2 separate regions of the Danio rerio genome follow, and region 1 is linked to region 2. A link is a contact called in public Micro-C data. All regions are on one chromosome and are shown on one strand. Each heading gives the region's core, a stretch centred on a gene start, on an enhancer-like site or on the middle of the called end of the contact. The rest is flanking DNA. Distances are from core to core; before and after follow the strand shown.

Evidence for each region. Hi-C and Micro-C count contacts between places; a contact is called where the count stands out from the background.
Region 1: a Micro-C map of caudal fin shows a contact between it and region 2, with 6 times the contacts expected there. The contact joins the promoter of si:ch73-111k22.2 here to the promoter of trim67 in region 2. A contact is called at or near these places in 3 of 18 Hi-C or Micro-C datasets (caudal fin, hematopoietic stem cells and an unstated tissue).

What each region holds. Positions count from the first base shown.
Region 1 is chr20:4,297,149-4,299,848 of GRCz12tu, forward strand. It overlaps si:ch73-111k22.2, which reads right to left and starts at 1,383. Exons shown (of 4, transcript NM_001201453.2): 1 at 1,048-1,383. The coding sequence starts at 1,359. It overlaps si:ch73-111k22.3, which reads left to right and starts at 2,016. Exons shown (of 2, transcript NM_001386283.1): 1 at 2,016-2,204. The coding sequence starts at 2,046.
Region 2 is chr20:4,154,498-4,157,197 of GRCz12tu, forward strand. It overlaps trim67 (tripartite motif containing 67), which reads right to left and starts at 1,382. Exons shown (of 10, transcript XM_073934045.1): 1 at 585-1,382. The coding sequence starts at 1,349.

The sequences.
Region 1 (2,700 bases), core at 133-2,632, 140 kb after region 2:
TAGTTTGGAAAGCATTTAAATTCAGTGATTTATTATAGTTTTAATATATTTACTTGGATATTTATATGATGTTTACTTTTAAAAGCCTTCTTGTGACATTAGTTGACACTTGTATTTTATTTTTTAAAACCCTTTATTTATTAATGCTTAGATGCATTTATAAAAGTTTATAGTTAAATGGGCTAGAAATAATATCTCAGAGTCATTTTATGTATATTAGGGCATATGTTTGTAAGGTAAACAGTTAAATATATAGATATTTTACAAATTTGTTAAGCAAACAAGTTAATGGACAAACATTTCACATATATACGTTAAAGACAAACTTGAGAGTTTAGCTAAGTATACAGATATTTGATTAGTAAACAGTATACAATTATGAGACGTAATGCTTAACTTAAATTTAAATTCTGTCAAATACAAACTCGTTAACTTGTTTCAAACCTTTATGAGTTTCTTTTCTTCTGTTCAACAAAAAAAATGATATTTTTAATTAAGTCGAAAACCTGTAACCATCGACTTCTATAAAATTTGTTTTTCCTACTGTGCGAGTAAATGATTCCAGCTTTCTTCGAAATATCTTATTTTGGGTCCAACAGAGGGGAAAAAAACGGAGTGCATTTTAGTTTTTGGGAGAACCATCCTTTTAAGTGATCAAATTAAGTTGACACAAATGAATAACTACATAATTTAGACCCTCGCACTTCTGGCTCTTGCAAGAATGGTACAAAAGATAAAATAAATTAACGTCACGAATTATGAAGAAATATTAAGTAAATTGTGCATTAATAATTCACACTGTTTAAAATATTAGCTTTTAATTTTTCATAATGCAGTTTACTACAGATACTGAATCTTACACTGTAAACAATGCTGGTTAAAAGAATTAAAATATAAAACAATTAAGTTGTCGCTCCAAACATCTTTTTTATATTTAATTATATTGAATTATGTTGTTTTGCCTAATTTTAAATAACTTAGTTCACATACATTGAGTGTAAGAGCTTAGTCTCCTACAATACTTATGACTATACAAAACACAAGCACCTCTTCTCCGAAGTGTACGATCTTTTGTCCGGTCTGGATGAGCAGTTTCGGGTAGCAGATCACCTCGTCTCGGTCTACCCGGTGCATAGCGTACCGAGCCCGGATCCGCGGATCCATCATACCGTTGTCTATCGCCGTGTCCTGCTCGACCGGACTCATCTGACTCCAAGCCGAACCGTACGTCTCCTTTATCTTTTCCCTCTCCTGCATAATCTTACGAGCCATCGAGTTTATGGAGGAGAAATACTCCAGCTTTTTAGCCTCCGTCAGATGCGGAGGATCGGCAGCCCCTGCCATTGCTGCGGCCGCCATTTCCTTAACAGCTGGGCACCAAGCGCTGACGTACACAAAAGTCTTTTATTTTGTACACACCCCAAAATTACTCTTTGTTCGATTAAAATGTAACTTTAAAAAAGATGTATGTGAAAAGGATGATGCTTTTTCGCTTTATAAAAGACAAATAAAATATAAGCATTTAACGAATACATTTAAATTAGAATAAGATTGCATTGTTATCATTAACTTTGAGCAACATATTTTTCCAACATCTTAATAATCCGCTTCGTAAAAGGGATTATTAAAAGTTAAACTGTGAAAGGATTTATCATTTTGAATTTATTTTTTGACTGAACAAACTAATCCATAAATGTAGAGATTTGTTCATTAAACTGTCTAAATTAATTCCGACAAACGAAAACCCTATTTTTAAAAAGATATTTAGTAGAGATACTTGATTATATATTGTTGGTTTAATATTTGAGCAGATCGAACATAACTAAAAAACATTTATCGTCACATTTTAACTTATTTATTCGTTTGCTCATTTAATTTACATTTGTAAGTTCTCAAAATAACGCTTTATAAACAATAAGCACAATAATTTATTTATAAATTATATATGTATCAGTCATTATTATTTAATTTTACATTTCGCCACTTTAACAAAAGACTTTTGTTTTGTCTTGCGCATGCGCGTGTTTGAGAATCATCTTGGAGCAATGGATTTAGAATCGGCGACCTCTAACGGTAAAACCGACGAAAACCACCCAGAAGAGTGTAAAGGATGGTTATTCAAGAAAACCCACTACACCAGGCGCTGGAAGATGTCGTGGTTTCATCTCAAAGATGGAAAACTCATTTATGGTTTAAACGAGGAGGTAAGAGTGAATGATACAGTAATCCTCGCTGTCCATGTCAGGCTCTTAAAAAACTTATAACAGCGATCAGATTATGTATGAACATTAACTTCAGCACACCTGCTCTCTAACTCAGTCTACTACACAAACTGTTTTGCTCGTTTAATATTTAATAAGTATCGTTAAATGTCACTGGGTTGAGTTTCCACTGGCCGTGCTGCTGTTATTGTTGTTGTACTGGTACCATGGCAACGCCTTTTGAAGATGCTCTTATGAGGGTAAAAGTGAATCTAGGTACATATTATAACTCTTTTTAACAATAATACAAACATAACCAAACAAATTCCCCAAAATAAACAAAGACAAACTAAAAACAATAAAATATATATATATATATATATATATATATATATATATATATATATATATATATATATATATATATATATGTATAAAATAGCACGATCGCAAGAAGGTCGCTGGTTTGAGCCTCGGTTGGGTCAGTTGGCGTTTCTAT
Region 2 (2,700 bases), core at 132-2,631:
ATATTTAACTTGCAGCAACCCCGAAAAAATTAGGTTGATAACTCAGTTTTTTCACACTAATGGGGCTGTTTTTTATTTTTAAGTGCACACACTGATGTTTTTGTAATTTTCATACTGTTTATATGGGACAGTAGTACATGTTTTTGCTTTGTAAAACAATGACAATCTGTGGTTTAAAACAAATAAAACACAGAAAACGGGTTGAAAACAGTTGAAAACAAACAAAAACACTAAAATCTTTCAGCTACTTAATTTATTTGATGATCTAAACTTGAAAACCTACATGTAACTAAGGACATAACACTGGATTTGTTTTAAATTTTAATTAAAAAACTAATTTTCAGTACTCGACTTAAATGGAGTTTATGTTACGTAAAAATGCCTCTGATTGAAGAGGAAATTAAGGGTCATTTGGCTAACCTAATAAAATGTGTTGTCTGAACTTTGTTGGATGTTTTTGTAACTTGAATATATTAATGCAAAATGTTGCGTTATTTTTTGTTTGGTCTAAGCAACATTTTTTAGAGTGTCTGTACATGTACAATATGCCCCAATAAAAGCTCCAGTATGCTGCTCATGATTACCTTGTGCTGTTTCCACATGGCGGCCAGCGGCTTCACGTCGTGTTTCCCGTGTTTGCCCTCCTCCAGACACTGGTAGCACACGGGGGTCCTGCAGCTGGCGCAGTACATGCTGTAGTTCTCCGCCTCGTGATCCACGCAGGTCGGCTGTTTGCGCGCGGGGGCGCCGGGCGGCTGTGCGCTCCCCGCCTGCGCTTGGGTCGGCGGCAGCAGCCGGTGCTTGGCCAGCGGTCCGCGGGAGGGGTGACATCGCTGCTGGCACGGGGAGCAGTAAAACACGTCGCACTGCTCGCACATGACCGTGGCGTCCACCGGGTTGCGGTCGCACAGCTGGCACTTGACGGAGGCGGCGCGGCTCTGCTGGTAGCGGGACACGATCGCCTCGAGCAGCCGGTTGCGCTGGAGTCCCCGGAGCCCGCGCTCGTCCAGGGACACGCTGCGGTGGCACAGCGGGCAGGTGATGGAGCAGTGGCGGTGCATGAGCGCCGGCGGGAACACTCGCACGCCGTTGGGAGACTTGAGGCACGGCGTGTAAGACCCGTAGCCGCTGTCCGTCTCGCTATACATGCTCATCTTATCCATGTCCAGATAATCATAGTCCGAGGTGCCGGAGCTTCGATTCTGTGGAGGGGTCTCTCCCTCCGGGGTCTGCACGGTGATATTCCGGGCACACGCGAGGCAGACATTGTGAGAGCACGGTAAAATAATGGGCTCCTTGAAGAGAGAACCGCAAACCGGGCATTTGAGCTCTTCTTCCATCGCGTCCATAAACACACACGCTCGTACGCGCAGCCGTTGAATGAAATCAGAGCAGCACTACCAGACGCGGACAGCTCCCGTTTCGCGCTTCGCGCATGCGCAGTGACAGAACGCTTGTGGGCGTTGTAGTCCCCACGCTGATCCACGTCGCGTGAGGTGAGCGCGTAAAAACTACAACTCCCTTAATCCCCCTAATTAAATGCGGCGAGAAGAATTTGTATTTTCGTCCCGTATTCCAGGGTCACAGGTTCGGGGGGGCTCATTTGCAATTAAAAGAAGCCCGTGTGTAAACAACCCCTGAAAAGGAGGGCAAGCGTTGAAATTGTGATGGCATCCGAGAGAGAGCTGACCAGCAGCCTGTTTCTGTGAGTGGCCGTGAATAATTAGGGCAAAGAATTTATCCCAGCAAGAATCGAGCTGCTTTCAGCTGATCCAGCCCACTGAGTCTAATTACAGCACAGAATTAATTAACACTTCATCACTTTCACTATGCGCAGACAGACTTATTTCATACTCTACTACAGATTCTATCTTCCCGTCTTAACACATTTTTTTTAATCTTAACAAACAAAACACCATGTTCTTTAATTTTAAAGTCTGTTTTACCAGGATTGCTATATATATATATATATATATATATATATATATATATATATATATATATATATATATATATATAATAAACAAGCAAAAAAAAAATATATATATATATATATAATGTTTAAAATTAAGATATTTACAAATTATATTAAAATAGACCACTATTAATTAATACTTTACTATAACTAAATAAATATTTAATAAAATAAATAATGTAAAAAATAAATATTTATAAAAATAAATAAATAAATAAATATAAAAATTAATTAAATAAATACATATATATATATATATATATATATATATATATATATATATATATATATATATATATATATATATATATATATATATATATATATATATATATATATATATGCAAATGTCAAGCTTGCCATGAAAAAAATGAACTTTCACCAAAATACAGAAACCGCATCTAAGTTTTTTGTATAAGCAAGTTTTTTAAAGTACTTTAGAAATACTCAAAAATGTATCTGTCAATGTTTTCAAACTATTATATTTGGTTTACCAAAGTCAGACAAGTGGCAATTTCACATCTGTCACATCCATAACGACACTTTTTCCTCATAAATATGAAAATATGAAATAAAATAAAGTCAATCATTTTTGTTCTGTAGTGATTCATCTTTTATCTATTTGTTTAACATTATTTCTTTAGGGTTGTGTAGTTTAATTCACAGAATTTCCACAAAGTATGTTGTATACTCACATTCTTTTTAGATCACATCCAGAACGCATG